5 separate regions of the Mus musculus genome follow, and regions 1, 2, 3 and 5 are each linked to region 4. Evidence: chromatin contacts called from public promoter capture Hi-C data. All regions are on one chromosome and are shown on one strand. The core of a region is the stretch at or near the end of the contact, and the rest is flanking DNA. Distances in the headings are between cores, read along the strand shown. Region 1 holds the start of Rab35 (RAB35, member RAS oncogene family). Region 2 holds the start of Foxn4 (forkhead box N4). Region 3 holds the start of Kctd10 (potassium channel tetramerisation domain containing 10). Region 4 holds the start of Oasl1 (2'-5' oligoadenylate synthetase-like 1). Region 5 holds the start of Sirt4 (sirtuin 4).

Region 1 (4,510 bases), core at 1,763-4,262, 710 kb after region 4:
GGGTGGTGTTTGGCTTCTGGGTGCATCTAGTAAGCACACCCGTATTTATTGAATTAATGAGTCAACAAATTGAATTTGTTGCATGGATCCAGCTACCAGGTGATGTTGAAAAAGCAGCTTTGTCTGCCTGTCACTGTTTGTCTCATTTGTAACTGCCCAGCCCCGCTCACCACCGCGGTGCTCCTGCCGCGGGTCTGTGACACAGCTTTGCAGTGCTGCTCTTCTGATGGGGATCTCCGGAGTTAGCTCTAAGGTAGGAAGATAAGCTGTAGCCCGGGACATGGGGACAAGGTCTCTAGCTGCGGGCTGTCCTGACCAGCCTGCAGCAGTTCACACGCGACACACGACACATGCGTTTTTGGAAAGAACTCTTCATTGACTGCAGCCAGGTAAACATTAGACAGTGTTTTCAGAGCGTTTGCTGGGAGACTCATTTTGGGATTCCAGAAGCATACCCTGGCCTCAGGGAATTCCCCCCTCCAAGCCAAAATTGATGATTCTCACAGGGTGTGACAGCGGCTGTCTGAATACAGCTGACATTCAAAGTGTGCCTCTGTTCTGGTGTCACCATGAAATCTTTGTGACGGACTCTTCTCCTTCCCTCTTGCTAACAGAGACAGTCTGTGTCCTCTGAAGTATAGTACAGTATAGTATAGTACAGTACAGTACAGTATAGTATAGTATAGTAAATGGTAAGAGGCCATTACATAGTTACAGAATAAAGGCAGGAATTAACACCCACTGGGTTCCAGGTGACATATGGATGGGGCAGAACTGGGAATCTCATCTCCCTAGAGCTGTTCTGCTTCACTCCCCAGAGAGTCCTGTGTTGACAGGTTGCTGCTCTGGGACTGTGGGAAGTCCCCTATAGGAAACAGCTCGATGATGAGCGAGCCCTTGCAGAATGACTAACATTGGTCCCTGTGACTGACGATGCATAGCCTCACATTTACAGTATTCTGAGGAAACAGACTCTGAGGCCCCTTGACTATCCAGAAGCTATTCAGGGGTGGATTTCAAAGCTGGCATTGAAACTGCAATCTTTTCAACCTAGGAGCAGGCATGAAGATGACCTGACCCGATGCTTTAGGTGCCAGGGAGACGTGGAGTGCTTATCTGAAGTCTACCCTAATCCTAAGACTTCTTGCTTTCCATCTGTCTCCTCTAAAATGTTTTTTTTTTTTTTTTTTTTAAAGATTTATTTATTTACTTTATGCATGTGAGTACAGTCTCTATCTTCAGACACACCAGAAGAGGGCATCGGACCCCATTACAGATGGTTGTGAGCCACCATGTGGTTGCTGGGAATTGAACACAGGACCTCTGGAAGAGCAGCCAGAGTGCTCTTAACCGCTGAGCCATCTCTCCAGCCCCTCTAAAATGTTTTGAGGTTTTTCTGTTATGTACCTGAATGTTAGTTTGAGTCTACAGACCACATGTCTCAAGTGTCAGCCAAGGCCGGAGGGTGACATCAGTTCTGAGACTGGAGTTACAGATCCTGGTAAGGCGCCATGGGGGGTGGGAGGGGCTGAGGATTTAACCAGGTTCCTCCGGAGGAGCAGCCAGTGTTCTTAACTGCTGAGCCATTCCTCAGCCCCTTCCCTGTTTCTTAAAAAATGCCAATCAAAGGAATAGCAGGAACCTGGCCAGTCCCAGGAGTTTTCAATCAAGAACACAACACAGCCAGCGTCTCTCCTCAGCCAGTATCTTATGATTCTAGGCTCGTGTTCATCTGACATCACCAGGCTTGCTTCAGGGAAATAAAGAGTTCAAGCAAGGCCTAGATCAGACACTGTGTGTGCTGTTCAAGGACCTGCAGTACCTTGAATAACAAGAAAATTATGAACTGCATAAATCTACCAGCAGCGGAATTGTTAAGGAATAGTACAACCATCAGATGGGGGTACCACGTGGTGACGAGGCAGTTAAATGATTGATGGCGGCATACCGGTGAACTGCGAGAGGCACATGGGTGCTTAGATACTCTGAAATGTATGGGAAAACATGTATCCATTAGACTAGTAAGTGTTTCATGCTGTCCAAGAAACTTTAAAGGAAAACTAATGTCAACTTTGAATTCAGTAAGCGTCTGTATTTTGTTGTTGTTTTGTTTTAAACACTAGCACTGCTTCTTACGGGGAAAGATTAGGAGTGGGCAGTATCCCCAACAGGTGCTTGGCTGGAAAGCACTGGAGGGCAAGAAGAAGCAGGGACAAAGAGGCTGGGGGTGGAGCTCAGCTCGAAAAGCGTCTGCCTAGCATCTGCGAAGCCATGGGTTCGAGTCTCAGCACCACATTAAAACAGGACTCAGGAGGTACAGGTGGGATCAGAAGTATATGGTTATCCTCGGCTACTCGAGAGAGTCAGGAAGCCACCCTGGGATACTTGAGAACTTGTCTGGAAAAAGTAAAAAACCACAGGGATGGGGCAATCCCTGCAGACCTGCAGGGAGGATGGCGATGGCAGCGACAGCTCTCGGGGACGGGCAGGTGGGCTTCCGCTCCAACTGGAAAAAAACGTGGGGCTGGCTCCGCGCTGCGTCCGGAAAACTGAGGCAGAAGGAGCAGAAGCGCTGGCGAGCAGGGTGCATACGCCCCACGGATCCCAATCCGGAACCGCTACCCGTTCCGCCAGGGGGTCGGGCGTCCGGGATCGTGGTGCTCGGGGGACGACTTCCTCCCCAGCGCTGACCTCCAGGCTTCAGCCCTGCGGCCGGTTGTCACCTCTCTTCCGTCGGGCCCTGCTAAACGGTTCGGTTCTCCCGGGGATCCGCAGCGACGGCGCTCGCTCGCTCGCTCGCTCGCTAGCTCACTCGGACCTCGGCCGGCGAGCGTAGCGCACTGCGCGTGCGCGGAGAGGGCGCGGCTGGCCGGGGCTGCGGCTGCGCAGAGGCGGTTCCAGCCCCCGCGCCTGCGCAGTGGCGGGGCGGGGCGGGAAGGAGGGAGGCGGCGGCACCGGCGGCGGCTGCTGAGGAGGAGGAGGAGGAGGCGGAGGTGGGGGAGCGGAGGGAGGTGTTTCTGTCAGTTCCGGCTGTTTGTTCGGGAAGTGGATCCGCCGCTGCCGGAGCAGCCGGGAGGGAGCTGCGGATCGCGAGGCCAGGACCGACCCCGCCCGCCCAGCTCGCCTGCCCGCCCGCGCGCGCGCGCCCGCCCGCCCGCCGCCCCCGCCCGCCATGGCCCGGGACTACGACCACCTCTTCAAGCTGCTCATCATCGGCGACAGCGGTGAGGGCCGCAGGGGCCGGAGGCGGTGTGGGCCCTGCCGGGCGCGGCCCGCGGGGGCCTCGGGGCGGGCGGGCGAGCGGGGCGGGCGGGCGAGCGAGCGAGGAGGCGCGGCCCGCGCGGGGCGGGAGGCGCGGAGCTCGGCGGGGTCGCAGGCCCCGGGGGGGCCGCAGCGAGGGGACTCCGGGGTGGCTCCTCGGCGGGGCGGGGGGCACCGAGGGCGCGGGATGCACGCACGGCCCCGGCGCTCGTTCCTGCCTCACGTGTGACCTTGGTCAAGTCGCGCGATCGCTGGAGTTGGAGAGAGCCGGGTTCGAGTCCCGGGGAGGCAAGCTTTTGCCGCTCTGTGACCTTGGGCGAGTTGTCTCGCCTCCCTTGAGCCTCAGTTCCTGCATCTGAGAAGTGGGGACTTGTTAAGCTGAGCGGTGGGATGATTCGGTGAGCTGAAAGTAGGGAAAAGCGCCTGACCCGGCATAAAGTAACCTCTAAGTAACTCACAGTGTTAGCAGCATGAGTCGCCCTGTGAAGACTCAGCGCTCCGTGAAATGGGGGTATTTCCAGGACCCGTCTCCGGGTTGCCGTGCGCTTGGATGAGGTGCGGCAGGTACAGCCATGAGCGCATTCCTTTAGAATTGTTACTAAGTCTCAGCAAGGTTCAGTTCTCATCTGTGGAATGGGAGTGGTAGATTTGCCTGCCAAGGCTGATGTGAGCACACACTTAATGAGGGGACTAGTGTTTGGCACACAGTAGGTGGACAGTGTTTGCTGTTCTCTTACCCGGGTGCTTCATTCAATATTTTAAGTGCTTTGTGTACACAAACACACACACACCACACACCTTTCAGTACCGCGCCATCTCTGATTCATAGATCAGCTTCTGGTACCCAGTGCTTAAATGCATTTGGTCAGTGAATGAGAGTCACACTGGTTTCTGGCCAAGGATGAAGCATTTTAGAGGTGTTTGGAGTATGGCAGGTGACCAGGTCCTGTGGGGTGATGGTGAGTTCAGGGAGGCAGGCCCAGGATGTTTAGGGGAGCTTAGCTGAGGTGCCAGGAATATGTGATGTTTTAGGAAGGAGGCTGGCGAGCAGCTAAGTTTATAGATCAGACTGGAGTGTGGGATAGAGAGGGTCATGTGACTTGAGACAGCCAAGTTGGTGGTAGAGCCTGTGTATTGTCAAGGAACTAGAGCTCCGTGTCCCCCCTGAGACTCAGGATATAGGCTTGTTGGCTGACGCTGTCATAGACGGACATGGAAATAAGTGGATTTTGGTCTCACGGGAGAAGCT
Region 2 (5,193 bases), core at 1,028-3,527, 650 kb before region 4:
TCGGTTCACCAGGCTCGCATCACAAGCGCCTTTACCCACTGAGCCATCGCACTGACTACAGTAAAGCTACCCTGGGAACATGTCAGGCCTGCTGGGTATCTGTTAATTTTAGGGTAGTTTCTCTTCTCCACTGTATTAAACCAATGATGCTTCAGATCACCACACTACCAGCAAGTAGCTGAGTCAGACATGGCTGCTCAGTTGCCATAGCAACCCCATTACCCCATCCTGGGGCCATTTAGCTCCATTTTACAGATAAAGAAACTGAGGTTTAACAAGTGCCACACAGCCAGAGAAGCCAGGTTTACCCAAGCTGGAGATGCTCATGCAGCCTTCAGCCTTCACTTATAGCAAGAAGGAAGCCCAGAGGACCTAGGGTTGGGTAAGGCTGGCCTCAGTTTCTACACCTGAGTGATGGGCTCAGCAGAGGCCAGGAATGATGGGTACGGTAACTGCTTTTGCACCTGGGTCAGGTGCTACACACACAGACACACGGAAACACAAGGGCACACGCACCACCACCACCCCAATAAGATAAACCCAGCTGTTTGAATCCTTGGCTCCTTTGTGTCTAGAACAGCAGCCTTCTTCTAATTGGAGGCTGCCTGCGGCCTCGGGAGGCACGGCTGGGGCTGCAGTGGGAGCCCGAGCCAGACAGCCCCTGGGTAAACAGGGCTGATCTGAGGTGACAGCCTGGCTTTCCCGGGGCAGCCCCCATCGTGGCCCCACTACTCAGCCAAGACATGGTGCTGGTTTTAGGGCCCTGGGAACCAGGTCAGGCCACTCCATCTCAAGGAAGAGAGGCTAGTAGGGGACCCTGTGACCTTCCTTCTCCTCCCCCCTCCCTCCCCGAGTCTCTGTGTGCTCTGCTCTGGGCTTCAGTTCTCCCACCTGTAAAGAAGGTTTTGTTTGGGTTTGGTTTTTGGCTGAAACCCCTAATGTCTTTCCACAAAGAGGGAAGTTCCATAAGGCTCCCCCACATTCCCCTGAACTTTGATCCTGCTGCAAGAACCATTCTTGGGCTTCACTTTGAGGCTTGTTGGCCCTTTGGACTCCAAAAGAGACCCTGAGGTCATCTAAATCACGGCCCCATTTATTTATACGAGGAGAAAACCAGGTCCAGAGTGGGCAAAGGACTAGCTAAAAGTCACACAGCTGGGCTAAGAACTCACAGTTGTGACCTACAACCTTGCAACATCCTGAGTGCTTTGGGGCACGGTGGGGTGGGGACCATTTCCTAGAACCCTTGCTGGAGTCACTGGATGGGGAGCAATAGCTGCTGGGGTCACCAGGCTGCCCATAGTCTGTGACCCACGAGAGATACACCCTTAGAGGGGACACAAAACTGCAGAGAGCTGCTCACTCCAAAGCTCACACTTCGTAGCTCACAGACAAGGCAGGCGCGCCCCCACCAGCACGGAGCCTGGGCCTCCTCACCTGTATTCCTGTGGAGAGCGCCCCCACCAGCACGGAGCCAGGGCCTCCTCACCTGTATTCCTGTGGAGAGCAGTGGTGGCTGTGCCCCGAGCTTCTGATCATTTCTGACATTCTGGACCAAATGCCACTTTCTATCATTTCCTTAGGGATGAAAAAAAAAAGTTAAAAAAGAAAAAGTTTCCATCAGCACTGATGTAGGGCAGAGACCCCCAGTTTCCCACAGTTCAGAAGCGACCCAAAAGGGTCACAATTGCAGGACAATCCCGAGGCCGGGGGGGGGGGGGGGCGGGGAGGGCAGGAGGTTAAGAACTAAGGACGGACAGTGAGTGAAATTCCAAGTTCTTTCAAATTCAAGGAGAAGAAGGGGGAGGGGGAGCCCCTAAATGGAAGCGCCAAGCTTTGGAAAACCCAGGCCAAATAGAAATCGGAAGAACTCCATTCGGTTCCAAGCCGCAATCCCCACCACTATTCTGCTATGAACGGCCTGGAAATGAAGAGATCATCAAAGCGGGGCTTGATGGGGCCAGGGGAACCATCCCCGCCCGGTCTCTCGCCTTGGAAGGAGACCCCACACAGGTGCTGGAAAATCAGTTCACGCACTGCACCACCCACCCGGCCACCCACAAACGCGACATTAAATAAGACTCGGGGAGGGGGACACCCCTAAATCCTCTAAGCCAAGCTTGAAGCAGGTGTGGGAAGCCTCCTGCCCTGGTGAAGCCCCCGTGGTTCCGACGGGGCGCGCAGCCCGGGCAGCACCGTGGTACCTGGAGCAGGTCCTGGGTTGGCTGGCTGGGGGCGGGTGGCGCTGCGGTAGGGGGGGACTCCCTTTCGCTCGCCCCTCGCTGTCTGCAATTTGGCCACCGTCGCAGCTCGATCCGTTTTTAAATTTCCCTCTCTGGAGCTGTCCAACTCTGAGCATGCGCAGTAGACGTGCCGGGTTGTTGGGGGTCCTTTCCCCTCCTTTTCCCTAAGGGTCAGTTACAGGGCAGGGTCAAGGAGATTTCAGCGGGCGGGCCCCAGCAAGTCAGCCTCGTGCGCCCCGCGGCTCCCGGCCCTGGGGTGGGGCGGTCACCGAGGGAGAGACACCCCTTTTCCAACTTTGCAAACAGGCGAGCTGAATGATGGGCAGGACTGAGATGTAGATGCTGCAGGGGACCTGGGGGCGGGGGGGGGGGGTGGGCGGAGGAGCGAGAGGCGCACGCACAGAACCAGTCCCCCACCCCCACCTCCTACCCCTACACACACCCAGGGAATGCGCCCGGGCCACCTGTGGCTCCGAGAAAGTTGAGCCCGCGCTACGCCGGGGGCCGCGACAAGGTCCAGGAGCGCAGAGGGGAGTGCGGCTGCGCCCTGAACGCCGAAGGCCGTTGGGGACCGTGACCCGCTCTGGCTCCCGCGTTGCTCTGGGCTCCTCCCCGCTCTCGCCGCGGGAAAGGTGGCGCGTAGCACGGGCTGCCCGGGACAGGACCCCGCAACTTCATAGCTCGCTCTGCAGCTCGCTCCAGTGGTCAAAGGCTGCGGGGGGCCTCTCCACCTGGGATGTCCCTGGCCCCGTGCCCCCATCCCATCCCTCCTCCTCCCGGGTCTCCTCGGCTTCGTATGGGGCCCAGGGATCCTGATGCCCACCGGGCAGCTACATCCAGCCTGCCCCTGCCCAGCCAACCCCGGCTGTGTCCCACGCTGGGTGTCCCTCACTGTGACCCGGGAACCCTTAAGTTCAGGCAGAACTCAGGCTTCCAGCGCTGGGTGCCGGGTACTCAGCACTCCGTGCCATGCCCCCAGGTGGTTATGACCTCAGTGCTCGGCCAGGGCTTCCTTGTGGCACCTGGGCACCCTCACTTCCTTCTCCTCTGCCAGAGTAATACGTAAACCGGTCACCTGGGGCTTGAGTTCACCCGGGAGAAACGTAGATTATATTGATCCAGGCTGTGGTTGGGGAACGCCTCAGTTTTCCTCTTCCCGACTGACTATGTTTAAAATCTGACTTGGGCTAGTCACAAAGATGGATGAAATACTTCACACGGTCTGTGTTACTTTGAACGTCCCCGGATGCTCCAGGACTAATTCACCTGTTTGGTTATCCCAAGCGTTTGTGGGTGTTTTAACTTCCCTTTGAAATAATCCTACTTTCCATTAAGATTGGATAGGGGTCCTGGGCTTGTGGGGCAGCGGGGAGGCGGGGAGGCTCTTTGTTGAGGGGTGGGGAGTTCTGTGTTCCCAAAGCTGGAGTGGTCATTAACGATGAAGCCTGTAAACTGTTATAGAAAGGAAGGCCGGGGGTCGGGGGGGTGGGGGGGGAGGGAGAGACTACTACCTTTGACTTCTCTGGGTTTTGGCTAGGGACTTTTTTTTTTAAAGAGTAGAGATTTTGAGTTCATTGCTTGAGGATTAGTTAGTAGAAATAATGATGCCCAGACACCACTGCTAGATATTCAGAAACCTCTTTATTAGACTGACATATCCGCACTGTGGTGTCTCTGCTTTCAGTCACCTGGTGACACTGGAACCTTGGCAGCGGTGCTATTATTCTCTATAGAGCACGTAGGGGCCAACTGTGCAATCAAGGCACCTGCTCTGACGACACTCGACACTCGTCTTGAGTCATGGGTGACCAGCACTAGCCTGCTTCCCAGTTAAATGACAAAGGACTCAGTTCACCTGTTCCCACAGCTCCCAGTGTGAAGAGGGGACCCCCCACCCCCAAGCCTCAGGCAAGGTCTGATTTTGCAGCCACACAAGATTCTTCTCTAGCAAGAGCCCCCACGGGGCCTAACAAAAGCCAGTCAGGGGCGGTTGCCTTAGGAACTGGGTAGGTGGTTTTTGTTTGTCCTAATAGGGTGTGTGTGTGTGGGGGGGGTTGATGGTCAGTTCTCAGTAGGCTTGGGGTACCTGTGGATGGGGAGAAAGCATTTGTCCCTGCTGTGACTGTGAGGTCTACAGGAGCTGAGGACATTTAATTTATCCCAAGAAGTGTGTTTAGACAGCATTCTCACTGAACAACCAACAAAACCAACTTGCCGGCAAAGTCAAAGCAGGTTTTCTTTATTTGAGAAGTTCAATTTTATTACAAGTCACCCACGAGCAGCTCTCCTTGCTTCTCCCTTGCTAACTGTTCTGATCCCTTCGTCGAGGAGGACCCAGGGACAGTGAGGACGGACGGACGATCTGATCCGCAGCATCAGGACCGATTCTCTCTTCCCAACCAGGAGCTGCCCGAGCTGCTCAGCCCCACTGAACTGCAGGGCGTGTCTGTGAACAGAATCACTAAGATCTTTCTTTACCCAGAACCGCCCAGGGTCACAGCCCCTGGCTGGGTCATGCACTGCACAGGATGGGCCTTCGAGGGTCGGGGTATATTTTTCCTGGCTTTGTCAGCTGCTGGAAGCAAAAACCGCTTAGGTGATGTGAGACATTTCTCAAGGGTAACACAATAGTCAATTTCCCCTTCAACATGCGACCGTGGCAGCGGTTTCTGATTCTGGTTTCTTAAGGTTCAGGGAGACCACGGACAACTGTGTGAATGAAATTCCTGAACACTGAAGCAACGGGCTCTTTCTGGGGGAGACGTGGGGGGCTCTTGTCTCTTTTGCTCCTTTGGCTGACCTGTGCACCAGAGCAGCGCATGGAGGGCCTGCTGCTGCTACCCGCAGTTCCTTATTTCTGTCTTTATGAAGTCCTGCTGTCTCCACCTAGACTCAGCTCGGTGGCTGTCCTATATACATCTCATAAAAAAGGCAGAGGTTCATTTATAAA
Region 3 (4,838 bases), core at 1,289-3,788, 540 kb before region 4:
CCTTCCCCACAGAGACACTGTCCTCCTGCAGGCCGACTTCATGAGTAACTGGGGGGGGGGGGGGGGGGGCTGTGTGTGCAGGAGAGCAAACTTGGTACCAGTGAAAGGGTGAGTCAGTGACAAGTTTGTTCTGGTGGGACGGGTGAATCTAAGTTTCTTTCCGGACTGTTGCCCACTAAATAAATGGTGGCTCCACCTGGCCATACACTGGAAACCCAGAGGAGCTTTTAAAAGACAGTAATGTCTGCGTCCTACACACACACATTCCTCTGTTATCAGCCTTCCGGGTGTGGCCCAGGGAACTTTTTTTTTTTAATTTCCCCAGCTGGTTCTAATGTGCAGTCAACATGACAAGCCTCTGTTCTAAATGGTTCTGTACCCCTTCATTCGGCTATAATTAGCTCTGTGGTCTTGAAGAAGCTCTCTAACAAACCTCATACTCTGTTGGCCCAGTGATTTCCTGACCCGCATATAAAAACAAACCAAAACATCACAAATAAAAGTCTCACTTCACAGCGATTGAAAAAAAAAACCCACAACAAAATAAAAGTCTCACTTCACAGCGATTGAAAAAAAAAAAACCCACAACAAAATCGGCCAAAAGAGAGAATTGTTGACTGTCTTGTTGGAAAGCCAGACAAAAAAGACAGGGGAAAACAAACAAAACCTAGAAAATACTAACTCCCTGCAGACTGTCTCCTGAAAGCTGAGGGAAACAAGCCGATGGTGGAGCCAACCTGGACTGCAGTTTCAGGCCGCCACTTTCTGTGCAAGGTTCACAAGAGCTATTGAACCTAAGTCTCAGTTTCCTCCTTTGTAAAACAGACTGTTAAAGCCAGAACCTTCCAAATACTGTCTCCCCCCACCCTCACCCTGCCCCTGCCCCAAGAACAGAGTCAAAGCCCGGCCCACCTCCTCCTCCTCCCTCAGGCTCCCTTCCACTCCTGAACTCCTCAAGACTTGGTGTTCTCAACTGGAGATATTAGAGTCACCAGAGCTTCCAAGACACTGCTGCCTGCCTGCCTGCCTGCCTGCCTGCCTGCCTGCCTGCCTGCCTGCCTGCCTGCCTGCCTGCCTGCCTGCCTGCCTGGGCGGAGACCCCAGGCCAGCAAGGAGTGCTGCTGCCTGCAATTTGGGATTAAAAGGCTCTTTCAGGTGATTCCGATACAAAGGAGGATTAGACAATCTGTTTATCTAGTAGCCTTGGAGATCTGAAGGGAGCTCTTCCGGGCGGGTTGCTTAAGGGGTATTATGCAAGGAGGCTAAACTAACCTGAGGTCTCTGCTACAGGGCTACTGCGTGAAGCAAACGAAGTTAAAGGAGGCCAAAAACTAAAGCCCCACACTTTTTTCTAGGATAGTCACCCCCCCCCCCCCAGTTCTCCTGCTTTTGAGAACTTCTCCAAACAGTCTCAATGAGGATGTTGTCAATCCTGCTTACTAGGGAAGCTAGGTATTAGAATCTGGTTTCAAACGCCCTCCATTTCACAGCCCAAATCCTTAGTGACACACAGAGACTGTAAAAATACATCGGTGAGCCCAGACTATCCTGTTGTTAACTAGTTCCCAGGTTAGCCCCAGGGGACCAGTTGGTGGTCTACCGGTGCTGCTGGCCGCCTTCTACCAATGTGTGTGTCTCTTGTTTTATACCAAATAGAGCTTGACCAAAGCCAGACACAGGCCGAGTCATCTGTCTTCAGTTTGGGACTGATCTTGTGAGTGAGTGGCAGACAAAGAAGACCTGGGTTAATAGTCCACCCGCCCCCCATCCCCACCCAAGGACAAAGAACCATTCAAGGGACAGACCCTAGAGAATCTCAAGTAAACCGAAACCATCCCATAACGCAGACAGCAACAGCTGACATCCTGGGACTCCCGAGGTGTGGTCACCTAGGGCCTCAAGGGAAGTGATTAGGTAGGTATCCAGGTGCCACTTGAGGCCAGACTCTGTGGTCAGGGTACCCCGACCTCAGACATGTCTCCTTAGAATTACTGTTACCAGTCATCTCGCTCCAGACTTGTGGGTTCAGAGACGCCCCCTCCCTCTCTTGCCTGGAACCCCACCTTACTCAAGGCACAGCCTCCCAGAGGCCAGACTTTGCTCGATTCCAAGGGTACACGCTCGCCCCTCTCCACACGCCCTCGAACCCTCGTTCGTTCCCCACCCCGAGCGTCGGTCTCGATGCCTCCGCCGCCGTCTCTTTGTCCCGACGATCTCCCACGTCCCATCGCCCATCAGCACTCCAGGCTCGCCGCCCAGCGCCACCACCGCCCGCAGGACCAGCCGCCCCTTCGCAGATCCCCACCACCACCACCCCGACCACGGCTCCTTTCATTTGAAGCCCTTCCCCCGCTCCGGACCTCGCCCGCACGCGCTACTCAGCGCCCCACCGCTCCCGCTCAGCCTCGTCGCCACCCTCGCCCGCCCCGAAGCTCCCCGACGGCGGCCACCGCCCTCACCATGAAAAGTCGGAGGACGCCGGAGTCTCCAAATCCGGACTGAGAGGCAGGAAACACCCAGCTCGCTCAATGCAGGGGGCGGAGGCGGGGCCGGGGCGGGCACTTCCGGCGTCCGTCCACACCCCACTTCCGCCCCGCAGAGGGACTCTTCTTAAAGCGTTCCCCCCCACCCCCCACCCCCGTAAGCCCTAGATGGGGGGAACTCTTTTTATCAACCGTTCCCGCCTCCCCTTGGCCGAGTCAGGCGTTTAGTCCCACTTCTGGATGTTTGTTTCTCCTTTCCGTCTGCTAAAGAAGATGACAAGAGGAAAGGAGTCCTCACCTCCTCCATGGGCAAAGAAGCAGTGCGGAACTGTTGTTTCCCGGAACTGAATAATTGCTTGCTTCCCAAGAGGTGTTCGGAGCACAACACCCGGGGCAAGATGGCGGCCGGGCTTCGGCCGCTGCCCCGGGGCTGGCGGACCTCGGGGGGATCGGGCTAAGGCGGCGGTCGCTGCGGCCCGGACCCCGAGTGCGGGGCCTCGAACGGATAAAGATCTCCGGACTGCGGGTAGCGAGTGGGGACAGGATGGGCGCTTCTCTGGGCGGCGGGGCCAGGGACGGAGGGAGGCTATCTGGGGGGCCGAGTCTTGGTTTGAGTGAAGTCGGAGGAGGGACTGGCTTGCGGGCTTCGGGGATCTCCTTGTCCCCCTTCCATTGATTTCCGTGCCGAGGCGACTGGCCTTGCCAGCCAACTGATTGTGGGCGAGACGGACTTGTTCTTGTGGTTGTTGATGTCGGTGCCTGTGAGAGGCGTCGGGCCTCCGGATCACCCCAAGTGGAATTCGAGCCCAGTGCTGTCGCTCGCTGTGTGACCTTGGGTGAATCTAGTCCCATCTCTGACCCTCAGTTTCCTCCTCTGTAAATAGAGTAATTAGATTGTTTTACGGAGATTATTTTAGAATACGTTTTAGTGTGGTTCCTGACGGCTCTTGATCAAAAGCTGGAAAAACTGGATCGTATTTTGACTTAAGCCTAGCTAGCCTCACAGGGTGCCTGGCATTCTCAACTTCTCTTTGTGGTGCCTTTCTGTGTGTGTGATTCCTGAACCTTGCCTTTTTGACTTGCCGATAAGTAATTCCTTTGGGAATTCAAAGTCAGGGACGGTGGGTGAGGACACTGGCGAGTTATGTGCCCTCTGCATTTCGTTTCCCCATCTGGATAGGCTGTAGCTGTCTAAGAGCAATAGTTTGGCTTATTAATGGTTTCTTTAAGAGCTGTTGTCTTATCTTAGGCTTTTAAAATTGGGGTGTTGTAGCCTCACAGGATAGGCTTCCAAAGGGAGGCCTAGTTAAATAGATCTACAATGTCTGTTACATGGTCTACACTTAGATGGTGGCCCTTAGGCCTGGGAAACTAGCGACTTCTACCATAAAAGAAAGTCGCTCAGCAACTTGTGTTTATTTTTACTTCACAGTCTGGACTCCTGTGCGACATGTTGTGCTTCTTGAAGTTAGTCTCAACCAAATAGGTTGGTTGTAAGCAAGTTGCCTGGGGACGTAGAAGTAATGCAGAGTCTTGTCTGTTAGCGTTGAAAGCTTGGCTCTGCGGCTTACTAAATGTATAACCCAGACCAAGGGAGGCGAGATTTGATTGTCTCATCATGTTGCTGCTCTTATTGGATGAGACACTTAGGCGAACTGCGTCCCTCCTTACCGACTGATTGCTTTCTGATTTCTCTACCTAGAGCACTCTTACTTCCCTAAACCAGGTTCTCAGCTTTGTAAGGACAGTGCAGTAAGGCTTCCTTAGGTGTGATGAGCGTTTCCAAGTGCCAGCTATCAATATTTTCCCATTCCTCATCTCAATACTATAGTGACTAGATTAGGGTTAAGAATGGCAAGTGTTCCATGCAATCCTTAACAACCCTAAAATTGAATATTGTTATTATCCCAGGAACCTGGGACCCAGAGTGCTCATGGGACAGTGCTGTGAGGTAGAGTCGGGATGAACAAGGTCTGAGGCTCCTTCTCTCTGACTTGAAGGCCTCTCTAGTTACAGTCTTTGTCTTGTTTCTCTGTGGCCCTCAGGGGAAGAACTTGATGCCCAAGGGTGCATCTGATTTGATTCATGAGCTGTGTAAGTGGAAAAGCGACAGGAAAGAATGAAGAAACCCACAAAGCTTAGCTACTGTGCAGTGCAAGCAGAAGCCAGTGTGTATGCTCTTAGATGGGGATAGTTTTGGGAAAGGGATCAAATCCCAAGAGGTCCTGAGAGAAGTGAGAGCTCTGAGGGAGTCACAAGTGCTGGGTCCCGTTTTCATGCAGTCATTGTGTTTCCACTGGGAGGAGGGGCCCTCTCCTGCTCCTGGGTCCTGCCTACCACGGAGGATCTCTCTCT
Region 4 (4,792 bases), core at 1,033-3,532:
CTGCTTCCTCCTCCTTCAGAGACTTGGGACCACCCAGACACTATTGCACAATGCCAGCAAGATTTTGCTGAAAGGACCCTGTTATAGCTGTCTCGCATGACGCTATGCCAGTGCCTGGCAAATATAGTAGTGGACGCTCACAGTCATCTATAAGATGGAATACTAGGCCCCCAATGGAGAAGCTAGAGAAAGCACCCAAGGAGCTGAAGGGGTCTGCAATCCTATAGGTGGAACAATAATATGAACTAACTAGTCCCCCCAGAGCACGTATCTCTAACTGCATATGTAGCAGAAGATGGCCTAGTCAGCTATCACTGGGAAAAGAGGCCCCTGGTACTGTAAACTTTATATGCCCCAGTACAGGGGAATGCCAGGGCCAAGAAGCGGGAGTGGGTGAGTAGGGGAGCAGGGTGGAGGGAGGGTATAGGGAACTTTTGGGATAGCATTTGAAATGTATATAAAGAAAATATCCAATTAAAAAAAAGAATTAAAAAAAAGAAAAAAATTGGGACCCAGCCCCTTTCCTTATCCGCTCTGTGCCCATCGCCCCCCTGCCCACCTCTTCCTTCCTTTTTTCTTTTTAACTTTAGATTTATCTATTTTTATAAGAGTTTTTTTTTAATTGCTATTTTCAGACATACACTAGAAGACTGCATCGGATCCCATTACAGATGATTGTGAGCCACCATGTGGTAGCTGGGAATTGAACTCAGGACCTCCTCCGACAGAGCAGTCAGTGCTCTTAACCGCTGAGCCATCTCTCCAGCCCCTCTTCTCTCTTTCTATAGACAGGTCTCATTACGCAGCCTCAGCTGACCTGGAATTCACCGTATCAACCAGTCTGGTTTCACACTTACAGAGATCCACCTGCCTCTGCCTCCCTAGGGCTGGGATTAAAGGCCTGTGCCACCACAGCCCGCTCACTGCTGCATCCTGCATGGACCGCCACACGGTGTCAGACCCATCTCCCTGCCTGTAGCATTGCTGCCGTCTATCTTTAGTACAGAAGGTGGCAGAGCGATCATGCTAGGTTCTAAGTTCTCTGCACGCCACGCTTCTGATTCACCCTGGGAAGGAGGCTGAACGGGCTCACCTGACATGTGACTTAGTGAGCCACTTCCTCTTTGTCAAACAGCATTATCACTTGGCTTCCAGAACGTTCTCCTTTCCTTCACCCTCCTGCTCTTCCTCGTTCTGCTTTGCTGAACTCTTTCAGCAACCCCAGCTCTGAATCTTTAACTACCTCAGAGCCCGGCTCCACCCACTTCTCTACACAGCCCCTGCTAGGTCTCATGTCTGTAACGATCTCTGTTAGAGGCACCTTCATTTGGGTTGTTTTGGCTTTGAAAACGTTTTATTGAGACTGTGTGTGTGGTGTTTGCGTGCTTAAATGCAAACACATTCAAGATGTTTTGTTTCCTGTTTCTATGAGATAAGAGTTTCTCTGTGTAGTCCTGGCTGTCCTGGAACTCACTCTGTAGACCAGGCTGGCCACAATCCAGGTCCTACAGTGTGTATTTCTCATATTTCACGTTTTTCACTGTTTCTCGCCATATTCCAGGTCCTACCGTGTGTTTCTCTTTTTGCACGTTTTTCAGTGTTTCTCGCCATATTTCATGTCCTACCATATGAGTTTCTCTTTTCCTCGTTTCACACCATATTGCCACGCCTAATGACCCAAGTATGGGTCCTAAAATCCACGTGCGGTGGAAGCAGACAACAGGCCCCTGCAGGTTTTACTCTGACCCCCACATTTGTGCCATGACATGCGTCCCCCTCCTAAAAAAAAACCCAAAATACATAAATATAATTTTCTCATATAAATATATGTAAATATAAAGTAAATAAAATATAAATAAAAATTTAAATCTTTTAAATGAAATATACTAACTTTTATATAAATATAATAATAATTCTTTGAAATAAAATAAAGAAAAAGCATCTGACAACCTCAAAGTGTCCTTCTGATTCCAGATTCCTCATTCCTTACCACAGCCATGACTAGGCTCTTTCTCTTTCCAAACCTCAGTTTCCCTATGACGGGTCGGGGCAGTTGGCCTAAGTCATCCAGACAAGGTGTCTCTGGAAGGTCAGACTCAAGCCAATTTCAGTTTACAAACGTCACAAAAGAGAAACTACAAATGTTGAGAATCGAAACTTAACAGCACAAAAGTTGGCCCCATGCCAACCCTGTTAAGGCGGTCCAGACCGGCCAACCCCAGCCTCTGGTCCCTCGGCACACCTACCATGACAATAAATCTCCAAGGAGGGGACCCCCCCATAGAGCCATGCTCCCAAGCTTCTCTCTTCACCCCCCTTTCCGCCATTGGGTGCCAGAGGTCAGCTGGAAAGGAGCCGCCTTAAAAAAGGAGGAGGTGAGTACCGGCAGCTGGATGGGTGCTTGGCTATATAGCCCTGCGCCTGCCTGAGGTAGCTGACGGTCAGTTTGTAGCCATGGCAGTCGCCCAGGAGCTGTACGGCTTCCCGGCCTCCAAGCTGGACTCCTTTGTGGCTCAGTGGCTGCAGCCAACCAGAGAGTGGAAAGAAGAGGTCCTGGAGACCGTGCAGACAGTGGAGCAGTTCCTGAGGCAGGAGAATTTCCGTGAAGATCGTGGCCCGGCTCGGGATGTGCGCGTGCTCAAGGTACTCAAGGTAAGACTGGACTTCACCATTCCCAGCCAGGACAGGGCAAACCCCAGTGCCAGGGAGTCCCCTCGCCTCGTGATCCCTAGTTCACGCTTCTGACATCTCGAGACAGCCCCGCGAGCCTTGAGCAGAATGAACTACTAAAGAAGATAATAAAAGACCACCTCTGGAGAAAATGGTAGGGAAAGCCTGCATATTCTATCATTAAAACTTATACTCTGAGAGATAGATACCATTCTTGTCCCATTTTACAGATGAGCCTAACAAAGGCTCCACAATGTCAGAGCTACAGTGACCACATGCAATGCAAGGCCTCTAGTTGGATCCTGACATGTAATTTGTAAATAACAATTTTTGAGAGCCTGACTTGGGGGCCCATTCTTGCAACCCCAGCATGTGGGAGGTAGAGAAGCAAGAGGATGGTTGGTTCACAGCCTAGGTTACATATCACAGAACAACACACACACACACACACACATACACACACACACACACACACACACACCACAGACAGACAGAGACACAGAGAGAGTGTGAGTTTGGGGATGAGTGGTAAATGTTTAATATGACCTGCATTTTGGTAAGAAAACTGCCGTTTGTCAAGTTAAATCGCACCTACTGGGGTGGGGAACTCTCTTTAGGGGGACACATGCTATGCTGTATTGGGGCAAAGCTCCTTGCTGTCCGCTACTCACTTTAAAGTGATTGAGATGACACAAATGCGGGATCTGTGGATGTGGCTCAAGGCTAGAGTGAAAGCCTAGCATGTACAAAAGAAAGACAGTCACCGATGTGGCAAGTTTAGATGTGCTGGCTGCCTGGATGGTATCTTCTTCCTAATTTTTTCCACGTTTTAATATTTTGATAACTGAAAGACTCTTAAAATGGAGGCTGAGAGTAGCCATTGGGCTTGTTCAGAGATGTAACTGCTGACGTCAGAGCTGGGATTTGAACCCGGCTACTCAAACGGTGACCCAAGTTTCTCACTAATATTTTTTTTTCCTCCTTAAATCCTTCTTCCAACTGCCACCCCTACCCCCTAGCTGAGCTAAGGATCACAGGTTCAACAGACCCTGGAAGGGGGTGGGGCAAGGGCTGAGTGTAGCTGCTCAAACTTATTATCCCAGCCCTGCAGAGGCAGAGACAAGAGAACCACTAGGCCTACCAACCAGTCTCCTTGGCCTATCAGTCTAGCCAAATCTGCAAGCCCTAGGGCACAGTAGAATACCCTGTGTCAAAAAAACCAAATGAGCAGCCTAAAGAACAATACCCAAGGTTGCCCTCTGATCTCCACACACAAGTGTGCACTAGTGCAGGATGCACACATGCGCACACACACAGCTTTGGAGAAGAACTAACCTCAGCCAATTGTTCATTTAAATGTTAAGGAGATTGACACCTGAAGAGGTTGACACATCTTAATGCCATAGCCCAAGTGGTTGCAGCATCTAGACTAGAATTAGGACTGGATTCCCAGCCTGAGATTTTAAACTTGCGCTACTGGGTTGAATTTTGAAGTCTTGAGCTTCAGGTCACATGATTTAGAAGTGACAGCCATAGTTTTGTCACCACACAGAGAGGATTTGAGTCTGGGCTCTTCCTCTCACCAGCTGTGTGACTCTGATCATCCTGTCTCATGTCTCAAGTCCTTGGTCTGCTCCTCTATGATGGCAGCATCCCAAACATCGTGTTCCATTTCCCAACACTGAGGCCATGCAGCCTAAAGGTTAGCTCAGGGTAAAGTCTTAGAAACAAGGGTTTCATTATGATACTTGCCTGGGGCTTTTTCCTGGCTGCTGGGAGTCTCTGGGGGCAAGGCTGTACTCTAGATCACTCCCTCCCTGATATACCTAAGGAAAAAAATATGTAGAACAAGTATCTAGATAGAAGAAAGACTCACCAAATTAAGTTTTGGCAGCTGCAGATGCTAACTGCTAAGCCTCATTTCTCCTCCCCTTAACCCACTAAATGATAGTCATGCCTACAAAGCAAGAACAGTAAGAGTGTATCTTGCACTGGATGTATCCTATACTGGATGTATCCTGCAGTGGATGTATCCTACACTGGATGTGTCCTACACAGGATGTATCCTACACTGGATATATGTTACACTGGCTATACTCTCATTGAATGTATCCTACACTGG
Region 5 (5,106 bases), core at 1,904-4,403, 560 kb after region 4:
ACACTTGTAACCCCAGCAAGCAGGAAGTGGAGGCAGGAGGGTCAGAAATTAAGAAATTTAAAGAAGCCGGGCAGTGGTGGTGCAGCTTTTGATCCCAGCCCTTGGGAGGCAGAGGCAGGGGGATTTCTGAGTTCCAGGCCATCCTGGTCTACAGAGTGAGTTCCAAGACAGCCAGGGCTACACAGAGAAACCCTGACTCAAAAAAAAAAAAAAAAAAAAAAAAAAAAGAAAGAAAAAAGAAAAAAGAAATATAAAGAAGATGTCTCACTTGGAATAGTGCTTGCTATGCACACATGAGAACCTGAGTTCAGACCCCAACACCCATGCAAAAGGAAAGGCCTATCGCCGCAACTCCAGGGAGCAGAGACAGGAGGATACCTGGGACTTGCCAGCCCATCAACTGGTGGAGACAACTAAGGAAGACATTTCCACCTCTGGTCCCCACATGTGCTCACATACCAGAATATACACAAATACAAAGTCACGATCATCCTTAGCCACATAGCAAGTTCCAAGGCAGCCAGGGATATAAGACACCCTGTCTCAAAAAAAAGGGGGGGGGCAGGTGTGGTGGTGGCACACACCTTAATACCAGTGCTCAGGAAGCAGAGGAAGGAGTAACTCTCTGAGTTCAAAACTAGCCTGTTCTACAGAGTGAGTTCCAGGATATCCGGGCTACACAGAGACACTCTGTCACAAAAACAAACAAACAAACAAACAAGAAGAGGAGGAGGAAGAGAAGAAGACAATAACAACTTTCTTTTGGTGAGAAGAAGAAAAGAAGAAGAGGAGGAGGAGGAAGAGGAGGAGGGGGAGGAGGAGGAGGAAGGAGAGGAGGAGGAGGAGGAAGAGGAGGAGGAGGAGGCAAAAGCTTTCTTTTGGTGAAATAATTCTTTCTTTTTTTCAACCCAAACTCAGGGTTAACAACACTACCCATCAACCTCACAGTGGCTCTTTCTGAAATAAGTCTGAAGTCCTGGGCTAGAGCCACCGCAGGACGCAACCCCACTCACGTTATTTTTCCTGGTGCTGGGAGACTGAGCTCAGAGCTTTGCCCAGGTGACCACTGCACCCGAGCCAGGCAGAAAGCATCCTCTCCTGGCTTGCTCCCTCCCCTGCTCCCGTCCCTACTTCCTCTCCTCAGTTCACTGGGCCTAACTCCAAAGAGAACAACTTGCTCCGGGAGCCTTTGCTTGCTCTCCATCTTAAGATAACCCTGGTCCAGACAGCCAGGGGCCGTTCACCTGGGGGACCACACGTCTTCTTAGGGCCAAACCCCGCAGACTTCTGCACCTGTGCATGCATCCGTGGAGCTCCGTCAGCCGCTGACTCCCTGCTTTGGAGTGCAAAGCGTCCACGTTCTGAGTCACCAACCAGTGCAGCTTCCCCAGTCTCTCCCAGTTGCTCAGAGCCCAGTGTGCTGGGTTGGGTTGGTGAGAGGAGAATTGAGGCCAGCCCACAAAGTTTCGGGCCCAGTACCGCTGGCGGACCGGAGCACTGCGGACGAAATCAATGTGCTGGATGGGTCTCCGGTCAGTGCGGGCGTAAAGTCCCACCTTTTCTGACCTGTAGTCTGGGATGCCGGACTCGGTGGAGATCCCCGCGCCTGTCATCACGAGGAGTTTCTTGGAAAGGCTAATGAAGCGCTGTAACTCTTTGATCTTTTCAGGGTCCAAAGGAGGGCTGGGCGGCACAAATAACCCCGAGGGTCCACAAGAACGCGGCCGGCTGAGGTGGGTGATCCAACGGCCCTTTGTCGGCCTGAAAGTCAATCCGCTCATTCTTATTCTGGAGAGAAAGAAATCCATGAGAGCAGCTGGGTTTTACAAGTCAAGTTAACCCACCAATTGATAGACACCGGAACTCTATTCGACTATGAAAATTTTGCCACGGTGGCCCCGGCCTGGGATTGTAGCACTGGGGAAACAGAAGGGAGGACGGTTCGTCCGGAAGCCCTTCAATTCTCAGCACCTACAATGGTGACTTACAACTATCTTTAACTCCAGTTTCAGGCCCTCGTCTGCGCTCTGCAAGCGCCGAGGAATAAAAGGGATGCGCAAATACACGCGCAGGTAAAATACCCAAACACATAAAATAAAATTTAATTTTAAAAAATTAAATATTTTTTAAAACAAACTTTAAAAAAATTTTTTTTTACTTATTTTATGTATATGAATGGTCAACCTGCGCGTACACCTACTTCCCAGAAGAGGGAAGAACTCATCAGAGATGGTTGTGAGACACCTTGTGGTCGTTGAGAGTTGACCTCAGGACCTTTGGAAGAGCAGGGGGTGCTCTTAACCACTGAGCCATCTCTCCAGCCCTAAAAAACAGACTTTTAATAGCCCATTATTTTTCACCTGCTACTAATATAAACATGTTTTAGTAATATTTATATTTTTGTTAATATTATCTCTCATGGGACTATTTGTTCTATAACTCTACTTGGTTTAAATCAGATATTATTATTATTATTATTATCATTACTTGAGACAGAATTCCCTGTAGCCCAGGCCAAGGAATACAACTAAACCGAATTATATCATTTCTCCAAAAGATTTTTTAATTTTAGTATGTCAGTTTTGTTTTGTCTTTTTCTACACGGTTCTCGGTACCAAATCCAGGGCCTCTGGGATGGACGCTAAGTAATCACTCTGTCTGCTTACCCTGCATTGTAAATTCTGCTACTTGGACACATAAAAATCAAGGCATACAAACTTGCCTGTCTGGTTTTCTAGTTGTAAAGACAAGCCTTTGACACAGTCTTTGACATAATGCGGAGCTATCGAGTGATAGGCACACATATTTAGGCTTGGCTTCCTATCCAAGAAGAGCTCAGGACCCTGCTTTCTCCATGAGATTTCCCAGCTACGTGTGAACGGCTAAACAGTCGGGTTTTGCCGGGATAAATCCTCCTTGTCCCCTCGAGAACAAAAGAGACAGATGGAATCCCTAGTAAGAATGCTCAGCGGGAAACCTTCAGCCGGATCAGAACACTTACCTTCCACAATTCTCACCCAACAGTGGGACTCGCTTGTTACGTGTGCATCTTGGGAAATGTAGTCCGCGAAGCCGATCTAGTTGGAAGAAAACTACAAGTCCCAGAATCCTACGTGTCTCCCACGCCAAGATTCTTGGGCGCTCCTCTACGGATTGCCCGCTGTCTTTCCTGCTCAGCTCAGTTAAGGTTCCGGATATGCTGCTGACGCCTGGGGCAATGATTGCCTTTTGAGGTTCTTGTAGTGTTTGTTTGTTTGTGGCTTGTGTTGTTTGCTGAGAGAGGGTCTGACATATCCTTGTCTGACTCCAAATCCGTGATCCTCCTGGCTCCACCTCCCAAGTGCTCGGATTAGAGGCTTGTGCCACCAAAGAAGTGGTTAATATTTCCCATGTCCTGCGTGCGAAAGAGGATCCAAGCAGTCCTAATTTAGGAATTCGCTCTCTTAAAGAAACTCTTTCACTAGTAGCACAGGACAATAATCTGCCACTCAATAGGCTTAGGCGGAAGAATCACGAGTTCAAGGCCAGTCTGGGTGACTTAGTGAGACCTCGGACTCAAAATAATACTGTAAGAGCACTGGGGCTATAGCTCGGTGTCAGCGCGTTAGCCCAGCCCTGGGTAGCCCTGAATTCACACTAGCGGGCATTTCTCCATCCAAGACGCTTTTTAAAATAGACTGGTTTTTTTTTTTTTTTAATAATGTGTGTGTTTTACCTTCATGCATACAGGAGGAGCTCCTGACGGCCATAAAAGGGCGTCAGATCCCCTGGAACTTGAGTGACAACCTGTTGTGAACTGCCCTGTGGGTGCTCGGGATGGAATCTGAGTCCCCCTGCAAGAGTAGCAATGCTCTTGTTTGTTTGTTTTGGTGTTTTCGAGACAGGGTTTCTCTGTATAGCCCTGGCTTTCCTGGAACTCACTCTGTAGACCAGGCTGGTCTCAGAGATCCACCTGCCTCTGCCTCCCAAGTGCTGGGATTAAAGGCGTGCTCCACCACCACCTGGTGAGAAGCAATGCTCTTAACCAGTGAGCCACCTCTTCAGCTCTCCCAACCCCTCCCCAAAAGACCCTTTCTTTGTTTTTTGTTTTTGTTTTTCTGAGACAGGGTGTTAATGTATAGTCTGACACTTTTTTTTTTTTTTTTTTTTTTTGGTTTTCCGAGACAGGGTTTCTCTGTTTAGCCCTGGCTGTCCTGGAACTCACTCTGTAGTCCAGACTGGCCTCGAACTCAGAAATCCGCCTGCCTCTGCCTCCTGAGTGCTGGGATTAAAGGAGTGCGCCACCACGCCCAGAATTTTTTTTGACACTTTTAATAATAAATAATTGCCCCCTTTGTTTTGTGTTTGTTTTAAGATGGGTTCTCACTATGTAGCCTTGGCTGGCCTGGAACTCCTTATGTAGACCACGCTTGGCCTTGAATTCATGGAGATTCACCGGCCTCCGCCTCCCTAGAACTTTGATGAACTGAACGATGTGTGCCAACACGGTTCGCAGATTTGATTGGTTTTCCTCCTAAGTGCCCACGTCCACTTCCACTGCAAAGTAATTAAATTTCCTGCTATAAGTTAAAGATTGATAGGGGTCTGCCAGGTGGCTAGGCAGGTGAAGCTCTGCCACTTGACAACCCAACTTTGACCCCCTGGATCGAGGGAGGAGAGCGCCAACTCCACTTTTGGCCCACATGCACACACAGTGTTCTTATTCTAAACAGCAAAATAGATCGTGGATGCTGGGGAGATGGCCCTGAGGCTCAGAATTACAGCTGAAGCATGAAGACCTATGTCTGGATTCCAGTACCCACATAAACTCTCCTCCCAGCACAAAGGCGAGCAGAGAGCAATCGGACGGCTGGCACCTGCTTGCTCCCAGCCTGGTGGAAGAACTGGAACTCCGAGTTTATCGACACGCTGTCAGATTCTGCCTCAGAAGGAATAAAGTAGGGAGTGATGAGGGGGATCCCCAAGATTCCCCTCTGGCCTCCGCTGACTCCCCAACACATACGCAGTACACACACACACCCCAACATACAACCAATTTGGATTACGAAGAAATGTGTCCACGGACTTGAAAATGGACGCTTTGGCAGCAACTATGAGCAGAGCCAC

What was found. Promoter capture Hi-C pulls out the DNA fragments that hold promoters and counts their contacts. Capture Hi-C pulls out chosen DNA fragments and counts their contacts.
Region 1: a promoter capture Hi-C map of pre-B cells shows a contact between it and region 4, with 2.2 times the contacts expected there. The contact joins the promoter of Rab35 here to the promoter of Oasl1 in region 4. A contact is called at or near these places in 2 of 39 promoter capture datasets (cranial neural crest and pre-B cells) and 1 of 115 datasets of contacts at active chromatin or transcription factors (bone marrow-derived macrophages).
Region 2: a promoter capture Hi-C map of stem cell-derived epiblast-like cells shows a contact between it and region 4, with 4 times the contacts expected there. The contact joins the promoter of Foxn4 here to the promoter of Oasl1 in region 4. A contact is called at or near these places in 2 of 39 promoter capture datasets (liver and stem cell-derived epiblast-like cells).
Region 3: a contact with region 4 is called in a promoter capture Hi-C map of liver, with 2.1 times the contacts expected there. The contact joins the promoter of Kctd10 here to the promoter of Oasl1 in region 4. A contact is called at or near these places in 2 of 39 promoter capture datasets (liver and pre-B cells) and 2 of 115 datasets of contacts at active chromatin or transcription factors (bone marrow-derived dendritic cells and embryonic stem cells).
Region 5: a contact with region 4 is called in a promoter capture Hi-C map of liver, with 2.2 times the contacts expected there. The contact joins the promoter of Sirt4 here to the promoter of Oasl1 in region 4. A contact is called at or near these places in 8 of 39 promoter capture datasets (the 3T3-L1 cell line, cranial neural crest, fetal liver and 4 more), 2 of 115 datasets of contacts at active chromatin or transcription factors (bone marrow-derived dendritic cells and memory CD8 T cells) and 1 of 9 other capture datasets (liver).

The regions. Positions count from the first base shown.
Region 1 is chr5:115,628,975-115,633,484 of GRCm38.p6, forward strand. Rab35 (RAB35, member RAS oncogene family) reads left to right here and starts at 3,013. Exons shown (of 6, transcript NM_198163.1): 1 at 3,013-3,224. The coding sequence starts at 3,173. 1110006O24Rik (RIKEN cDNA 1110006O24 gene) reads right to left here and starts at 2,842. Exons shown (of 1, transcript NR_027810.1): 1 at 2,075-2,842.
Region 2 is chr5:114,271,484-114,276,676 of GRCm38.p6, forward strand. It overlaps Foxn4 (forkhead box N4), which reads right to left and starts at 2,278. Exons shown (of 10, transcript NM_148935.2): 1 at 2,205-2,278; 2 at 1,490-1,578. The coding sequence starts at 1,575.
Region 3 is chr5:114,377,967-114,382,804 of GRCm38.p6, forward strand. Kctd10 (potassium channel tetramerisation domain containing 10) reads right to left here and starts at 2,539. Exons shown (of 7, transcript NM_026145.4): 1 at 2,460-2,539. The coding sequence starts at 2,462. Ube3b (ubiquitin protein ligase E3B) reads left to right here and starts at 2,654. Exons shown (of 28, transcript NM_054093.3): 1 at 2,654-3,009.
Region 4 is chr5:114,920,958-114,925,749 of GRCm38.p6, forward strand. Oasl1 (2'-5' oligoadenylate synthetase-like 1) reads left to right here and starts at 2,283. Exons shown (of 6, transcript NM_001359945.1): 1 at 2,283-2,652. The coding sequence starts at 2,455. It overlaps Gm13822 (predicted gene 13822), which reads right to left and starts at 1,304. Exons shown (of 2, transcript NR_166682.1): 1 at 1,094-1,304.
Region 5 is chr5:115,481,331-115,486,436 of GRCm38.p6, forward strand. Sirt4 (sirtuin 4) reads right to left here and starts at 3,154. Exons shown (of 5, transcript NM_133760.1): 1 at 3,002-3,154; 2 at 1,294-1,788. The coding sequence starts at 1,781. It overlaps Gm42007 (a long non-coding RNA gene), which reads left to right and starts at 3,120. Exons shown (of 2, transcript XR_878704.2): 1 at 3,120-3,233; 2 at 4,713-5,106.